Regions from separate parts of the Triticum aestivum genome. Here region 2 is linked to region 1. Evidence: chromatin contacts called from public Hi-C data. All regions are on one chromosome and are shown on one strand. Each heading gives the region's core, a stretch centred on a gene start, on an enhancer-like site or on the middle of the called end of the contact. The rest is flanking DNA. Distances are from core to core; before and after follow the strand shown. Region 1 holds the start of LOC123070700. Region 2 holds the start of LOC123070702 (serine/threonine protein kinase OSK1).

The links. Hi-C and Micro-C count contacts between places; a contact is called where the count stands out from the background.
Region 2: a Hi-C map of leaf shows a contact between it and region 1, with 8 times the contacts expected there. The contact joins the promoter of LOC123070702 here to the promoter of LOC123070700 in region 1. A contact is called at or near these places in 2 of 5 Hi-C or Micro-C datasets (both in leaf) and 1 of 1 datasets of contacts at active chromatin or transcription factors (leaf).

What each region holds. Positions count from the first base shown.
Region 1 is chr3B:520,791,275-520,795,620 of IWGSC CS RefSeq v2.1, reverse strand. It overlaps LOC123070700, which reads left to right and starts at 2,043. Exons shown (of 7, transcript XM_044493994.1): 1 at 2,043-2,796; 2 at 3,084-3,323; 3 at 3,490-3,579; 4 at 4,189-4,338. The coding sequence starts at 2,215. It overlaps LOC123070701 (a long non-coding RNA gene), which reads right to left and starts at 1,492. Exons shown (of 7, transcript XR_006433896.1): 1 at 1,274-1,492; 2 at 311-465; 3 at 1-240.
Region 2 is chr3B:521,538,358-521,542,587 of IWGSC CS RefSeq v2.1, reverse strand. LOC123070702 (serine/threonine protein kinase OSK1) reads left to right here and starts at 2,215. Exons shown (of 11, transcript XM_044493996.1): 1 at 2,215-2,362; 2 at 2,850-3,031; 3 at 3,549-3,733; 4 at 3,989-4,171. The coding sequence starts at 2,857.

The DNA of each region.
Region 1 (4,346 bases), core at 794-3,293:
AAATATTGGCAGGTTAGTACAGTGAAAAGAGATGAAAGAGGCGACTAATAAGCTAGAAGGGGTGCAGCATGGTGAAACGAAGAAGAGAGCAAATCAACCACTTGCTTGACTTCCTTACCATGTCCTTGACTCCATGTCCACCCAGTTCGTACTATGCTTAGCCAGTGATAGAATGTATTTCTGTCTGGGTGAGTTGAACTGAAACTCTGAAGCGGACATCGTTCTAAACACTGCGTGTGTCTGTATGTCCACAGAAATTAGAGGGAGCGACAGAGATTATGAGGGTGTGTGCCTACGGACCCAAACTTACAGAGAAAACCCAAGACAACAGGAATGCTGAAGAGATCAGAAGATGGTGGGGCAAACACGGCGGCGTGTTGCCTCATAATGCACATCCATGTCTAACTCTCGGTCCTTCTTCTCCGTGTCCTCCTCCTCCTCTCCTGTCAGGGTCGTCGTCATGATCTGCCACAGAAAAAATATAAAAAATGAACACGTCGCTCGATCAGAACAATAGAGGAGAACCATCGTGTCGGGGCAGCTGTAGGGCGGCCGTCAGAATGGAGGGCAATGGAGGTTCCCCGCGTCGTCCTCTGCGTGGAAGACGCCTCGATCCGCAGGGGCTCCGGGTGTGGGGACTGGCCAGGTTGGAGGAGAAGAGTAGGGGGCGCGTGACGGACGCCAGCGGCTCGGGAAGAGGATGAAGGAATCGAGGCGTGGCCCGCGGAGTGGCGGCGTGGCGGAGGCGGTGTGGCAGCGGCCAAGCTGCGGCTGGGGAGGCGGCGAAGGGGGCGGCAGGGGAGGCTCCCGGCGACCCGCAGCGGGGGCGGGCTCCCGCGGCTGGGGAGGCTCCCGGCGACCCGCGGCCGCTTCCCGTGGCTCCGGCTGCGCGAGGAGGCTGTGAAGGGCGCGGCTGCAGGAGGCGAACGGCGCGGCTGTGGGAGGAGGAGGAGGAGGTCGTGCCGGAGAAGGAGGAGATCGTGCGGGCAGGCTGTTTTCTTTTTTTTATTATTACTGCGGGGCAGATTAGCGATCGATAGACTGTGGCTTATTGCGTGGTTGGTAGCTTTAAACACAGAATAATTAAGGGCCATTAGATTTTGACGATGAATGGATGTGATTGTTTGGATCTGCATCTTTTTTTTACAGTGATAATAGATAGTAGATATAAAGTATTACTCATCTACGTACAAGACGTTTTTATAGTTGAATTAGATATTCGAAAAAATAAATAGATGTAGAGGAAGTACTAGCACATACTGATTCGGCTTACATTGCACTTAACTGCAGGCGGAAGCAGTTGCTCCGATTTGCATGTCCGCGCCGGTAAAAGCAACGCTGAACCACACAGCACGGATCGGGCGGCCTGCAATGACCAAGCTCCGTAGCCGCTGCTCCGTCGTCCTCCTCTTTAAGACCCCCGTGCTTTAGTTAAGAGGCATAAACTAAAACCCGTCCCGCGTCGCCGAGAGGAATTGCTACTCCGGTACGTGGTCGTACACGGCACGGCACGGCACGGCGTCACCGGTACAAATCCGGGGAGACAACGAGAGCGCGCCCTCCTAACTCAGGAGAGACAATGGAAGAGACAACGCGCATGCATGCTTGCACCGTACGGCACGCGGGGGGGCGCGGGGAGGGGGGGGGTGCGGGGGGTGGCAGCACAAACATTTCTGCCCAAGCCCAGTGCGGTGGCATTCTATTCCGAACCCAACACGCTAGCCCAGCCGCAACCCAGCCAAACCAAACAAAAACCGACCGAATTCCCCCAGCAGATTGCTGTTATCCTCTCATCATCAGATCACAGTAAACGGAGGTGAAAGTGAAACCGAGCGGCGAATAAGCAGGAGCAGGTCGGCCGGCGTTGGTTGTCGCGGGGCGCCGCCCGTTCCGTTCCGTTCTTATCCACTCCGGCGCGGTGAGCCGAAGCGGCGTCGGGGCCACGCGGCCGAATCGCTGCCAGTGACCCCTCGCGCCCGTGGATCCACGTCGACCAGGTCAAGCCCCATTATCCCCCCACCCTCACCACTAGCCCGACTATTATTATCAACGCGTCGGCGTCGCCCGCCCGCCTCTCCTCCTCCTCCTCCTTTCCCCATTCGATTCCCCCCTCCATCCGCCCCCGCCTCCGCCCTCGCCTCTCCGATTCCATCCACTTCGACCGCGCGTGGAATCTGCGCTCCGAGGGGATCCCCCCCGAGGCCTCGCGCGCGCATGGAGATCTCTTTCGAGGCGTGGGAGGGGGTGCAGCGCCACGGCCAGGACATCGCCGACCGCCTCGCGCAGGGCTTCACGGGCCTGCTGCAGGCGCCGCCGCAGTTCCCGTGGCCGCCCGTATCGCACAAGCTCATGCCCTTCGAGATCGACCTCCCCGTCGTGCCCTTCGGCGCCGCGCGGGGCGCCGCCGGCGCCGGCAAGGACTTCTTCCCCACCGCCGCCGTCGCCTCCGTCATCGACATCGGCGGCAGGCTCGGCCAGGCCGGCGTCGAGATTGGCACATCCGTCGGCGGGGCCGTGCAGCACGCCGTGCGCCAGCTGCCCGTGCCCTTCCGGGGCGCCCAGATCCGCCGCCGAAAGCTGCAGCCGACGCCTTCTGCGGACGGGGCCGTCGGCCTCTCCTCGGAGAGGGCCGTCGATAGATGCCCTCTCGAGGCGGCCGCCGCCGCTGCGGCCGCGGCCACTGGAAGCGCTGCCGCGTCGACTGTCAGTGGTGTTAGAAACGGGGACGACCTTGATGAAGACGATGACGGATATGGCTGCGAAATCGGAACCCTCGGAAACTTTAAGAAGTCCAAGGTACGATTCAACTACTTCCTACTCCTAGTTCTATTGTGGGTTCGAGTATGTTTGCGTCTCACAGCCTTAATTCAGGCTTTACTCCCATTGAAAGTACTAAAATATTAGAATCACATTCTTATTATCCCCGAAGTGATTAGAATATGTAAGCTAAACCTTAGAATTTTGATGAACTCGAAGTGTGGGGATTATGTGAATCTTATTATCCCTCTGCTTGTTTAGAGCCAAGTCGTCTTTACAGGCATGACACAACATAATACTTTGCTCTTCTCTTGATGAACGTTCAGGGTACCGTAAATATGTCAGCGACATACAACACCAGGAACAATGATATTGAGAGTTCTGTTGTTGCACGTGGAGACCTGTGGAGGCTAGAGGCATCACGCAGCGGTTCAACTTCTGGAAACGATACTTCGCCCCTTTACCTTGTTCAGCTGGGGCCTTTACTATTTGTTCGTGACTCTACACTCCTATTGCCTGTTCATCTGTCAAAGCAACATCTGCTGTGGTATGGCTATGATCGCAAGGTACATATCCTTTATGTTGGCTTCTCCCTATATGTTAAACCCATTCATTCATTATTCGGTACATGCTTTTGTTTTATGGAAATTCATGTTCTCTTTGTTTTCTTATATGCTACGCCGTATTATATATCCTGGATCTTTTACTGAAAAGTGGTTGTTTGATATGCAGAATGGAGTGCATTCCCTCTGTCCAGCTATTTGGTCGAAACAGAGAAGATGGCTGATGATGTCGATGATGTGTCTTAACCCAGTAGCTTGCGTAAGTATGAGCGTGTTGTTCATTGAAGTTTCTGCATACTACAGTTTTCTCATATGCTGTGATGTGTTGAGTTGGAAATCGGCACTGTTTGGGCTTTCCGATGTGCTTTCTTTGCATTATAGTAGCGGGATGAATCATATGTGCTGCCATGGTTCTTTGGTTAGTGGGGATTGCACATCTCCTTGTTATTTGCTAGAAAAGCCTGTCCAGTTGACTTCTTTGGATCTTTATTCCATCTGATAACCAGTTAGTAATAGTTCTGCACAACTAGTGTGCCAGTATTTTTCACTGGCCAGTAGAATTGGCGAGGAGTCTTGCATTCTACTCCCTCCTTTCCTAAATATAAGTCTTTGTAGAGATTCTACTATGGACCACATACGGATGTATATAGATGCATTTTAGAGTGTAGATTCACTCATTTTGCTTCGTATGTAGTCCATAGTGGAATCTCTACAAAGACTTATATTTAGGTAAGGAGGGAGTATAAAATATCTACGCCATTCACAATGCTAACCATGCTTTTAAAATTATTAACAGGTGTAACTTAGTTGGGATATTTATTGTTATAAGTTAGTTTTTATCTTATAGAATGACATCTTTTTGTTACAGTCCTTTATGGATCTACAGTTCCCTAATGGGCAAGTAACGTACGTTGCTGGAGAAGGGATAACAGCGAGTGGTTTTGTTCCGTTGTTCGGTGGGTTGCTTCAAGCTCATGGGAAATTCCCAGGAGAAACAAGAATGAGCTTCTCTTGCAAGGTTAGTGT
Region 2 (4,230 bases), core at 966-3,465, 750 kb before region 1:
AAGTTGAGGAGGATTGGAGCCCAGAAGACTGACTTGAAGAAGAAGCGCCGCCATCCATCCGAGTGCTGCTCTTGTGAGAACCAAAACCCTATCTATCTAAGCCGAGGCACTAGGAATACCCTCCTCACCACCGGCCGCCGGAGCGGCAGGCGAAGGGGAGACGAATCCATGGGCTCGCCGATGGAGATCGAAGGGAAGAAGGCTTTCCCTAGTCGCCTTGCAAGAGGGGAAAGAAAAGTGTGACTATGTTTGTTTAAGAGGGCGGTGTTTTTCCCCTAAAAAAGAACACCACCCACTTTTTTTGCGAGGTAAGAACACCACCCTCTTATTGTACTGTATTTTTAAAGGATTTTTGAAATTTTTTGAACATGGTTCCACAAAGTTTCATTCTACTTTTTTAACATAGTACATATGCAGGCGGTCATACATACACATATACACTCACTCCTACGAACACAAGCATGCACACCCTACCCCTACGAGTACATCCGAGAGACTGAGTCGGCACATCATCTTGAGATTGATGAAGTCGCCACACAGATGCCTTCGTAGTCGACGGAAATGTCTACTCCTACTGAACACACATCGCCGAAAAGAAATCCAAGAAAATACAAGCAGCAAAGTCATGCCTAAGACTTAAACTCTGTTGAGCTGGGATACAACTATATTCCTAAGGGCATCACCAACACCGACCCGCAAACCTCCCGCAACCGTCCCGATCACGCTATCCGGACTGTGGAGACCATCCAACGCGAATGTATCAGTCCGTGGAGCGGTCCGGACGTGATTTCTCCTGCAAAACAGAGACAAATGTGGGGGAGGTTTGCGGGAGTACGGACATGCGAAACATCGCTCTCTGCCCCCCTCGCCCACCCAAAAGGAAGGCCGAGCCCGTGCTTTTGTAGCATCCCGCATTGTTTTTGCGCCAAAACCCCCACTTTCTTCTTCAACTCCCTGCCACTCTCCGCCCAATTCCTGCTCTTTTCTCCCACCCTCTCCCTCCCTCTGCCGCCGACACATGGAACCGTCGAAGAAACTGTCGGAGATGTTGTCGGCGGAGGTGCCGGAGGATCCGAGCATCACGCTCACCCGAAGGATCAGCTCGGAGACGCGGCAAAATCGCCGCGTCAAAGTGAAGGCCGCAAAGGAGGAGAAGTTGAAGAGCGTCTGGCCACCGGTGGGCCTGGTGGTGGCGATGGGCGTGGTGGGCGTGCCGGACGAGGCGGCCAGCGACGGAGAAGAAGATCAAGCTCGAGGAGAGGAGGACCATGATCAAAGACAGGAAGGCGGCGCTCGAGAAGAAGAAGGCCGCGCTCGAGGATAAGAGGGTGAAGATCGCTGCTAATGCGGAGGGCGCAAAGATGTTGACTAGGAATATCGACTCTTTGGATGCCGACGCTAGAATTACCGTGCAATCCGTCCGCTCCAAATGTTGGAGCAGCAGAAAGATGAGTTGGCAGCGACGAAAGATGAGGAAGCGGCGGAGGCGGACGCGGACGCGGAGGCTGCCTACGCGGCGGCGGCGACACCTCCTTGATCGGGGAGCAAATTGTTGTGATGGCCGGCCCGACAGGGTAGAAATGCACGAACTGCGAGACCGATGTTCTTTTGGATTGGAATGTAAAAACTAAACATATTTGCCTCCTTTTGGTTGTGATCTGGGATGCGATACAGCTCGGGTGTGATCCGACGCTTTGTGTGGATCAACGCTTTGTGTGGATCAACGTAGATTTGAATTTGAATTTGTCGGCAGATATATACATACTTCGTTAGATGGCGGTCTCCTGCATCCGTGTCCGGGGACGGGTGCAGGAGGAAATTTGCAGGTTGCCCTGACCATCCAATCACAAATTTTCATTTTCATTGTAGTAGTAATTTGGTCTCTGCTGTGTCAGATATTCTCTCGCGCTAAAAGAACCCGGACGTTAATCGCAGCTGAAGCGAGTACCGACACTGTTGAACCCGTGGCGCTCACCAAGCACCAACGCACCGGGAACGAACCGTCCCGTCGCGTCGCGTTCCCGTCGCATCCACCCGGCGGAAAACGACAGATCGCGGTGGAATCCTCCCCGTCCCACGCCGTCTGCCCGTTGTCTGATTGGCCCCCCACCGCACCAGCGAGCCGCACGAACCCGCGCGCGCCACGAGCGCGCGCGGTCCCACCCGCAGTCGCCGTCGCCGTGGGCCCCTCGGTGTTGCGGGAATCGAATCTCTCCTCCCCTCCCTCCCCCTTCCCCCGGTCCCGTGAGCGACGCATCGCTCCCCAGTCTCTCCACCCCCCTCCTCTCTCTCTCCGTCCGCCCTCCGCATCTCCGCGCCGCCGCCGCTACGCCTCTCCCCGGGGAGCCTCGCCGGCGGCCAGGTAGGGGAGCCTGCCTCACCGCCTCTCCCTCTCGCCGCCTCCCGCTCCCCTCCCCGCTCGGGAATTCCGCGAGGCTCTTGGGTTTATGGGTGGACCCTGAGTTTTCGTTTCATCGCTCCACGAGTGAGCGAGATTCGCTCCCTACCTAGCCTGCAGATCCGTGAGCTCCCGAGCTTAGCATGTCGTGCTAGTCTTTCGGCGATGCTGTGGGTCTCAGGTTGAATTGGGCAGGAAGAGCTGTTCTGGGGGAAATGGCCCTTCTCCTCTCGGAATTAAGCATTTCTGCCTGCCTTTTATCCCCAGCCGTCGGAGGCGCGGGGACAGTTGCAATTCAGCACACGGGCCAGCTGGATCTGTCCTACTTAAATGGAACAGCTAGCGTGCTTTGTTCATGCCCGCCCGTCGTGTCCGTGTGAATTTCTTACTAGTATTAGTGATTTCCCAGCCTTCATTTCCTGAAGTGTAGTTTGGTGTGATTGCGATTAAGGTGGAAGATGGAGGCAGGCGGCAAAGATGGCAACCCTTTGAAGAATTACCGTATTGGGAAGACCCTGGGGATTGGTTCCTTCGGGAAGGTCAAGATTGCTGAGCATATAAAAACTGGCCACAAGGTGGCCGTCAAGATCCTTAACCGCCGGAAAATCAAAAACATGGAGATGGAAGAGAAAGGTTGGTAATTTGGCTTGCTCTATTGAGCTCATTCAGTGAGTAGAGTTTCCTATTATGTACATATACCAACATATAACACATAATTAGTTTCTTTGTGGGATGTTTGTTTATTGGGTAATGTGCTAAACTAGTATTCTGCTATTGTAGTAATTATGGCTCATAAATGGAAAGTTGACATGCTACTATTCTTCTATTAATAACATATACTCCCTGTGATTCAGCCGTTCAAGTAATTACCATTCTCATAAATGGAGTGCTCCTTTTTTTCTATCTTTGCATGATGTAGGAAATTGTGATTGACATGAGCAAGCACATCAGCCATGTGAATGCAGCACCACTCTTGATTACTAATGTTGTATAGGAACTGTTTAAGAAAATATTCACTGCTCAAGTGCCAAGCACAACAAATGCTCTCGTCTTACATTTTGAGACAGAGGGAGTATCTTATATAGTTATTTGGTCTAAAATGAAGCACTCCAGTTATTTTTGTTTTGTTTTTTGCATTGTTCTCTTGCAGTGAAAAGAGAGATCAAGATATTAAGATTATTCATGCACCCGCATATCATCCGCCTTTATGAAGTGATAGAGGCACCAGCTGATATTTATGTGGTTATGGAGTATGTTAAGTCTGGTGAATTATTTGACTACATTGTTGAGAAAGGTAGGCTACAGGAGGAAGAGGCCCGCCGTTTCTTTCAACAGGTAATCTCTCCTTTATTGTCTTGAACCCTTTATTCTGAAGATTCTACTCAGCGTCCTAGTTTCTAAACTCTTAAAGTTTGGATTAAGCTTTTTTTTTTTCTGTTCTTGTTTGCCACTTATTTTGATGATGTATCAGCAATGGCATGTGAAATATAGTTTGCTCGGAAATTGCAGAGTGCAGACACAGTAATGATGTTTATCATTCCACTCAGACCCTTAATGTGACGGGTTACTTTGTTTTCTGTCTTTGAACAGATCATATCTGGTGTTCAATATTGCCACAGGAACATGGTGGTGCACCGCGATCTAAAGCCGGAGAACCTTCTTTTGGACAATAATTGTGATGTTAAGATTGCGGATTTTGGCTTAAGTAATGTTATGCGTGACGGCCACTTTCTTAAGACAAGTTGTGGTAGCCCAAATTATGCAGCTCCGGAGGTAATTATCCTTGAACTAATTTCAGACAGAAAGGACATGGCATCGTTGTAGCTTTGTTC